Regions from separate parts of the Mus musculus genome. Here region 2 is linked to region 1. The links are chromatin contacts, called in public HiChIP or PLAC-seq maps. All regions are on one chromosome and are shown on one strand. The core of a region is the stretch at or near the end of the contact, and the rest is flanking DNA. Distances in the headings are between cores, read along the strand shown.

What was found. HiChIP or PLAC-seq counts read pairs in DNA pulled down with a chosen protein or histone mark.
Region 2: a contact with region 1 is called in an H3K4me3 HiChIP or PLAC-seq map of pro-B cells, with 6 times the contacts expected there. The contact joins the enhancer-like site here to the promoter of Pars2 in region 1. A contact is called at or near these places in 6 of 39 promoter capture datasets (the C10 cell line, the HPC-7 cell line, cranial neural crest and 3 more), 1 of 484 Hi-C or Micro-C datasets (cortical neurons) and 7 of 115 datasets of contacts at active chromatin or transcription factors (T-cell acute lymphoblastic leukemia, embryonic midbrain, embryonic stem cells and 4 more).

The regions. Positions count from the first base shown.
Region 1 is chr4:106,649,702-106,654,057 of GRCm38.p6, reverse strand. It overlaps Pars2 (prolyl-tRNA synthetase (mitochondrial)(putative)), which reads right to left and starts at 2,989. Exons shown (of 2, transcript NM_172272.2): 1 at 2,927-2,989; 2 at 1-940. The coding sequence starts at 927.
Region 2 is chr4:107,346,226-107,350,898 of GRCm38.p6, reverse strand. It overlaps Yipf1 (Yip1 domain family, member 1), which reads right to left. Exons shown (of 10, transcript NM_145550.3): 9 at 361-485. The coding sequence ends at 396. Among named protein-coding and RNA genes, the nearest start is that of Ndc1, 19 kb to the left of the region's middle. Within about 2 kb of position 1,453, at least 23 of the 459 cell types and tissues checked have an H3K27ac peak or open chromatin away from gene starts, as enhancers often do. A contact at or near this core is called in pro-B cells, where this site is marked.

The sequences.
Region 1 (4,356 bases), core at 1,740-4,239:
GTGCCCCACCTCAATGCCTTTGGTTTCTGTCAGTGGACCCTGGCAGTCAGGGCAGATTTTTTGTGACAAGTCTAGTATCTCTGTGTTGGCGGAGAAGTGGCAGCTGGGACAGACCACAAGGCGGTCCTCTCCAATGTCCACTGGTAGCTGGAATTCATGGGACATCGTGCCCCCGATGCTGCCCACATCTGCCCTGGCCTTCATCCATTGCAATCCCAGCCTGTCAAACAGCCTACAGTAAGCATCACACACCAGGCCGTAGGTTTCCTGGGCAGCCTCAGAGGAGGAATCAAAGGTGTACATGTCCTTCATATAGAACTCCCGGCCACGGAGAAGACCAAACCGGGGCCTGGGCTCATCCCGAAACTTCCTTGTAACCTGGTACAACAACAAGGGGAGCTGCTTGTAGGAAAGTTTCTTCTGGGAGGCAACCAGGGCTGTAACCGCTTCCTCATGAGTCGGTCCCAAGCAGTACTCTTTGCCGTGCCTGTCTCTCAGTCTCAGCAGCTCCCTGCCCATCAGGTCCCAGCGGCTGGTGGCCCGCCACAGCTCAGCTGGGCTGAGGCTGGGCATGTTGATTTTCTGCCCGCCGATGGCCTGCATCTCCTGGTCTATCACCCGCACAAGCTTCTCCACGGCACGCACTGTATAGGGCATGAGGTGGTAACAGCCAGGGCTGGCTGGAAGGATCAGGCCCACTTGCAGCATCAGCCGCTGGCTCTTACAGGTCAGGTCGCTAGCTCTGCCCTCCAGAGAAAGCACCTGGTCTTCCCGAAGGTTCTGAGGCTGGAACATGCGGGATAATACCAAGCGCTGCCCTCTCCCGGGCGCACGATGGTAACACTTGTGGATGATGTATCTGCAGTGACGGAGGCTGCAGGCAGCCAAGGCAGACAGTGTTCTGCATCTTGTCAGCAGACCTTCCATGACACCCTGGCACCTGGAGAAAAATGAGTCACGTGGGATGACGATTAACTTGGTTCTCAGCACGGGATCCAAGATGTGGATCCTTCCATGTCTATTAGCCCAGCACATCACAGTACCACTTAAAGAAATCCATCTGGGTATAGTGGCAGATGCATTTAATCCCAGCACTCCAGTACTTGAGAAGCAGAGACAGGCAGATCTCTGAGTTTGAGGCCAGTCTGGTACATAGTGAGTGCCAGAACAGTAAGGGCTATGTAGAGAGACCTTTTTTAAAAAATACAAAAACAAACAAAACAGACAAAAAACCAATAGCAGCAGCAACAACAGAAAGTCATATTCTTCTGATTATGAAAATGTTACCAGCCTGTTGTGGAGATAGCATCCAGTTATGCGCAGGCTCTAGATAAGGCAGTCGGCTCTAAACCAACTTCCACTGGCCACTTCCAGCAGCCTGCCACATCTGTAGCTACCCGTGTGCTAGAGTTTCATCATGAAATGATATAACCACCAGATCAGCCTTGTACATTTACTGTTGAGAATTTTTTTAAAGGTAGAAAAAATTCTCACAACAGTTTTTGGCACAGGCCATGAGCCTGGTGGATGTTTGATATTGTTACTATTTCAGAACACTGGGGAGAGACCCTGAAACAAGTCAATTGCAATCTCACAGGCAACAGCGAAGAGCAGGCTTTTTTTGGTTTTTGTTTGTTTGTTTTTTCTTCAATTCCTTGTCTCGATCCCTACTAAGTCAGTATTGCTAGGCGCTGAGGCATATTTGTAATCCCAGCACTTGGGAGCCAGAGGTAAGAGAATCAGCTAGGTTTGCACATCTGAGTTCCAGGACATCGGAGGAAATGAAAATCTGCCGCAACAAAAAAGTCAATATTGTTTTAACTGCTCCTCTCACCCACCACACATTCCTGGTCAGTTTGCATCTTCACTGTCCAAACTGTTGAATTTCTGACCTATATATTCTCCCATCTTTGGAGAACATAGTACACGCTATTTGAAACTTAGTGAGGCAGAATCTCTTCAGACAATGGTGCCCCTGCAGATCTGAGTATCACCCTGCAAAGCACCCTCTGGCCAAACCAGAAACCTGCCCTCATCTACTCTGCTCCACAGTACTGTCACAGTTTTTAGTCCTCTGGCCCAGCCTGCTCCACCTGACCAGCCTGCACCTCAGTTCAAGATACCATCATCCGTGACTGTTAAAACAGTCTCTACTGGCCTCCTTGCATTCCTTACACTTTCAACTTAACACAGGCATTGGTAATGACAGTTTCTTGCTGCCTTTCGAGTGTACCGCAGATCTCACCTGTAAGAGGCCTTTTCCCTGCCTTCGCCCTATTTCAGGTACACAGTACATGAACACACACACGATCCAGTCAGGAAAACTGCACACAGTGTGCTTGCAATGCCTAGTGCCCTAAAGGTTTGTGTATTATGATGCCCAATTCATAGGCTCTGAGATGGATCATAGGGTCATAGGCTCTGATTTGTGTCAGGTGACATCAAAAGGCCCATGGCCATTCTGGATTGCGGGAATTTGCCTCCAAATACCACCAACGTCAGCGCAGCATACAACAGCGATGAAACTTCCAACCCCTGCTCTATCTTGGCCTTTACGAGGAGTGAGCGTACTGCGGTCACTTCATTCCTCTTTAGAACCCTAAGGCGGCTGAGCCACCAGGTCATCCCCGGGACCGGTCCAAAATGGGCCCTTTTAGGAACTCTGTGCCTCTAAGTAAGGGCCACGCAAGGATAACTAGGGCGGAAGTGTTGCTCTCAAACAGCGGGGGTGGAGATGGGGAAAGGTGAACTGCAACCGAGCACACGACTATCCAATAGCCTGTGGCGACTGAGAGGATGCACGCGAGACAGCAGACACCAGATCGTGGGTGCGCGTGCCCAGAAACTGTCCCTAGATTCGCTGGGCCCTTCCTAGCCACCCTCCAAGTCCAGCGGCCACCGATGCTCACCAGCAGCAACTCAATACCTGAGTCGGGCGCTCTTCAGTCACGCAAAGCCAGTGCGCCTGCGCCGACATGGCCGGAGCCTCGCCCCCTGTGTTTCTCACCAATCGGAAAGCCGCACTCACGGGAGGGGGCGGGATGCTCCGGTCCCACGCTCTGGAGAGAGGCTGGAGAGGTTTTCCGGAAAGCAAACCAAAGAGCCTCGCTCTCCCGCCAAGATTCCGGAAGTGCCCTCTAGGAATTAGCAAGGTTCAACTCTATGATCAAACCTTACTTTAAAGGATTTGAGTCCTGTTTTTACCGCCCACTGCTAGGCCCGGTCTATGTGGAGAGCAGGTTCATTGACAATAGCTATGTTTCAAATCTACGCTATGATTGAACAAGCCACAATTTAAATGAGTTTAAAACTATGAAACACTTGCATAAGGTCACCTGTATTACAATAGCCAAGGAAGTCTTTTTAAAAAATTTTATGAAGCAGAGATGGGGTTTAATAAAGACATTTTAATATAGGCTGAAGCACTAGGCTTAAAAGCACCAGGGGAACTGGAGAGCACGGATGTGGCTTCTCAAAGGCGAGTGTCCCTGAGTCTTGAAGATGCGACTTGAAACATTCGTTGCTGTGCTGGTTAACAACCACTGCTGTGCTTCAGAGAACCAGTGTTCGGTTCTCAGCACCCACAATCACTGAAACGCCAGCTCCAGGGAACTCCAAAACCTTCTGACCACTGAGGATACCCACCTCCACTCCCACACAAACTCACACACACATACAATGAGGCTGGGTCTTTTCTTCATTTACAAGATGTATATGTACATGGTTTACATAAGTGTGTTATGTGGTATGTTTGTATGTGTGTAGGAACACATATACACGTGTGAACTAGTGTGTGAAGGCCCAAAGCTTTCATAGGTGTTTCTCATCCATCTCTACCTTATACACTGAGGCTCTGAACCCCCTCTTCATGTTTCATGGCACCCACTTTACCTGATGAGCTGTCTCCCCAGCCCTCACAAAATAGTTTATGAATAATTACATAGTACACGCTACTGCTGCAGCTGTGGGGAAGCAGAGAATGGGGAAAACAGCTCCCAACATTCATGTTAGAAGTGATGGCCTGTAAGCTGACACAGTCAAACTTCAGCCGACCAAGTGTCTTAGTCTGCTTTCAGTGGCTGTGAGAAAGATAACAACCAAAAGCAACTTGGGGAGGAAAGGGTTTGTTTTAGCTTATGAGTTACCGTCCATCCCTGGGGTGGGGGTGGGTAGCGAGGAGTCAAGTCTCAGGACAGGAACCTGGAGACAGGAATTGAAGCAAACACCACTGAGAAATACCGCTTACTGGCTTGTTCCTCATGGCTTGCTCAGCCGGCCTTCTTGTACAACCCTGGAGCACATGTGCAAGGGTGGCACCTCCCACAATGCACTGGGCCCTCCCATGTCGGTCATTAA
Region 2 (4,673 bases), core at 204-2,703, 700 kb before region 1:
ACTCTAACCCGCTCAGCTAACCATTCACAGAGGAATAACTTCAAAGGCCCTGAGCACATGAAGCACAGAAATCCAGAAGCCTTCAGAGAAATCCAGGGGTCCTTCAAGAGAGGACAACACTGGTTTCAGAGATCAGTCGGAGACGTCACAGAATGCAGAAAAATCACTGAGACAATTAGGATATGGAAGAAATCCTTCTGTGCTACTGGACAGTGTAGTGGGGATAGAGAAGGTGGGTGTGATCACCAGAGCAGGGACTCCCCCCCCACCCCCGCTACCCCAGGGTCTACAAGCTCAGGGTCTAGCCTTTGGTCCCTGATGGTAATGCAGAACTGATGTACCTTCCTATTTGTGACATACCCTGAGAGATGAAATGCCACCACCTGCTTTCCCCATTAGCTGGATTTGGCCGCTGTTACTGTCTGGTTGGGAGTGGTTATAGCTGCTGGGAGGTGGTCCATCTCTGGAGCATCAAAGAAGTAAGCCTGCAGGAAAGGAGACACAGGAGGGAGCCATGTTAATAGTCTCTGGCCCCCCCCCCCCATTATATTTGTTATCACACCAGACTGCAGCCACCTCACTGTGTATCTCCCTGACTCAACCTTTTAAAACTTAGCTCCAGCCAGGCGTGGTGGCGCATGCCTTTAATCCCAGCACTTAGGAGGCAGAAGCAGGCCAATTTCTGAGTTCAAGGCCAGCCTGGTCTACAGAGTGAGTTCCAAGACAGCCAGGGCTACACAGAGAAACCCTGTCTCGAAAAAACAAAACAACAACAACAAAAAACTTAGCTCCACTCACTGGCCATGCTATGTTGCATGCCTGACTCTTCTCAGAGACCTTAAGGGGTTGTACGATGATCTCTCCTGGCAGGTGCAGAAACTGAGGCTCACAGAGACTGTCCCTGGGTAAGTGAGCGTGGCGCATGAGCAGTGGATCCAGGACTCACGCTAGCAATTACTGTGTCACACAGGGGATACAGGGACTGTCTCTGCCTCTACCTCTGCTCTGCCAGCATCTCGGTCTGGCCTGATAGCAAGTAGCCAGATATTTATGGACTGACTTGCTAAACCAGTTAGTTGACTTTCTGCAGAGACCTCGAAAATAAGGTGCTAAGCACACCTCAGTCCCCAGGACTTGAGCTTGAGAATGAAGTGTGTGACAAGAGCTTCCGCTTGTCACTCTTAGCTGCCAGGAACCAGGAGGAGGTGATGGGACAGGGGAGGTGGCAACGAAGATCTTCCCTCCTGCCTTAAGGTCAGAGGACACTAAAGTTAGCACAGAAAAACACCAATCTTGTTAGCCTTGAGCCCCCCCTTCAAAGGGTGTGTGGGAGGGTGAAGCTGTTACTATCCCAAGGGCCACTAGATACACAGGATTCCCTTGGCATGGGTGGCTCAGGAAGATGAAAAGGTAAAAAGCTAAGAACCATTTTCAGCAGCTCTGCCCTTATTAGCCAGAAGAGGGTGCCAACACAACACACTTGGGCTTCCCAGCCTGTTCCAACCTTCATACTTAACAGATCTCTTTAGCTTCTCTTTGCCACCCGCCCCCCCACCCCCACCCCCCAGAAACTCCCTCTAGCTTATCACAGCCCCAGAGCAAACCTAATTTAAAAGTTTCTCTTGCAGCTGTTTCCTGGCACAAAGGAAGGCGATTCCTCTACTTGGGGGTCATGAGTGAGACCGAGGCCATCGTGTCTGCTCCTCAGGAACACTGAATGGGACTACCAGTGAAGGAGTGGCTCTCTTCCAGGCCACTTGAGGAAATGCTCTTCAGGAAGCTATGAGTCTCAGAGCTGAGTGGTCTGCGTTCCCTGTCTGCACTAGTTACTAGCACTGTGCCTCTAGACAGGCTTCTCTACCTCCTCGGTTTTGTCTGCAAAATTGCGGGGTGGTGGTGGAAAAAGTCTCTAAAAGGCTTTTTCTTCTAGCACAGCCAGTGATGTGGCACAGGGTCTGTGCTCAGCTCAGCCCATCCTGAGGCACTGTGGCCAGTAGGCGCCATTTTCCCTGAGCTCAGTGGTAATCATCCAAACGTGGGCTTGCCTGGCTCTCGACAACCCACCAAGGACCCACGCTCTGTGCTTCCTTCGCTGTCCCTGCCAGGTGTGTTCAGTGAAGACCTGGAGATCATTTTCCAGTGCAGTCACCGAGGGACCTCAGCAGATGTGAGGCTGCCACATACATCACTGCTCTGAAACCGAAGCACTAATCCGCGGTTCCCAGGGGAGACAGGGAAAGCCGGGCGAGGCTGTCTGCTTCAGCTGGTGCCCCTCAGCTCGAACAGCTCCCTCGCCAACTCCTCCCACCGCTTTCCAATAATTATAATGTCTTCTGACATTACATGAACAGTTTTCTTTCTCTGTTTTTCCGTATGTGTGTGTCTGTGTATGTTCACCTGTGTGTGGTATATAGGCACACATGTACATGTGTGTGCAGGCCAGAGCATAACCTCAAGTTTATTCCTCTGACACTCTCCTCCTCTTCTTCCTCCACCTCCTCCTTGATAATCACACCAGGTCCCCTCCTCACACGTAGGCTAGGCTGACTAACACTGAGCCTCACCTGTCTCCATCTCCCCAATTCTGGAGTTACAAGCATGCACCATGCTCAGCTCTTTTTATGTGGGTTCTGGAGACCGAACTAGAGTCCTCTGAAAGCACTTTACCAGCTGAGCTGTCCTCCCAGTAAACCCCTGCTCATAAGTCAAGGTGTTGCTTTTATACCTCTGAAGGGCCTGCAACTCACTATGAGACCCAGGTGGGCCATAAACTTGTGGAAACCTTCTTGCCTCAGCCTCCTGAGAACAGAGATGACAGATGAGAGACACCTGACACAGCTAACCTGTCATAATTTTCATGCTGCAAACCTTATCCAAACCTTCCAAGAGGACAGACGGTGCTACGATGTGCATGGTCAGTCCCTTTATCTTAGGAAAGAGAAAGGCGGCCAGAGTAATAACCAAAGCTTGGGTGTGGGAGCTGGAGGGACCCCGGCTTCCTCTATAACCAAAGCATGGATGTGGGAGCTGGACAGGACCCCCAGCTTCCTCTATTACCAAAGTGTGGGTGTGGGAGCTGGAGGGACCCCCGGCTTCCTCTATAACCAAAGTGTGGGTGTGCGAGCTGGACAGGACCCCCATTTCCTCTATTTTGATTCTCCCTCCTCCAGAAGAGAAAGGAGAAGCCATATCCAACAGAGAGAAGACAGTTCAGACACAGGGCTTTGGCTTAACATCTGGCCATCAAGGGCTTCCTCTGCTCAGAACACGGCAGTTCCTCCTCAAGAAGAGCCTTTCTCCCAGCACACACTTCTGCTGCAGAGGCCAGCACGCCCCGATTAGGAGACTTTTCAGAGCTGGAAGGAATGAGCCTCTCTCCTACCTCTGCCTCTCCACCAACTTCTCAGCCATTATACGATGGAAGACGGTCAGGTCAGGTCAGGCCAGGTCCAGGGAGAGTGAAGGACACAGTCACAGTCTGACACAAGAGCCTTGGTCTGTTTATGAGCTCTGTGACCTTGGGTCACTCCTGTGAGAGCAGCAGAGTGGCCCTGGAACTTCTGCTTACGCCTCTGACTTAAAGGACCCTTCACAGTAAAGGAGGGGCTTCCATGGCCATAAGCCAACCGTCATGGAAGTCCAGAAAGAAATGAAACTGAGGTTGTGACAGTTATGGTGCCTCAGTTTACTACTAAGCAGCTCCCAGGTCAGGGCTCTTTCTGCTTCATAATAATGCTCTCTTCTAGAGAGTTAGTTATTTTATTTTATTTATTTTTTTTATTTTTTGGTTTTTCGAGACAGGGTTTCTCTGTGTAGTCCTGCCTGTCCTGGAACTCACTCTGTAGACCAGGCTGGCCTCGAACTCAGAAATCCGCCTGCCTCTGCCTCCCAAGTGCTGGGATTAAAGGCGTGCGCCACCACGCCCGGCTTATTTTACTTTTAAATTATATTTATTAGTGTGTGTGTGTGTGTGTGTGTGTGTGTGTGTGTGTGTGTGTGTATCACAAAGGACATAGTGCGAGCTTGGAGATCAGAGAATGATGTAAAGGAATTTGGTTCTCTCCTTCCAGCGTGTGGGTCCTGGATACTGAACTCAGGTCATGGAGCTTGGCAGCAAGCATCTCTAACCACTAAGCCATCTCATCTCATTGGCTCTTTTCCAGAAAAATTCTTGATCGGCATGATGGGCAGTGTACTGGCTGGTTTTGGGTGTCAACTTGACACAGGCTAGAATTATCACAGAGAAAGGAGCTTCAGTTGGGGAGATGCCTCCACGCGATCCAGCTGTAAGGCATTTTCTCAATTAGTGATCAAGGGGGAAAGGCCCCTTGTGAGTGGGACAATCTGTGGGCTGGTAGTCTTGGGTTAAGAGAGCAGGCTGAGCAAGCCAGGTGAGGCAAGCCAGTAAGGAACATCCCTCCATGGCCTCTGCATCAGCTCCTGCTTTCTGACCTGCTTGAGTTCCAGTCCTGACTTCCTTGGTGATGAACAGCAATATGGAAGTGTAAGCCGAATAAACCCTTTCCTCCCCAACTTGTTTCTTGGTCATGAAGTTTTGTCCAGGAATAGAAACCCTGACTAAGACAGGCAGGAAAGTTCTGCCTTTAGTAGAGTGTCCTGAAGTGTCATGGGCATATCCTGAAGGTCCTGACACAGGTGCCACGTAATTTTCA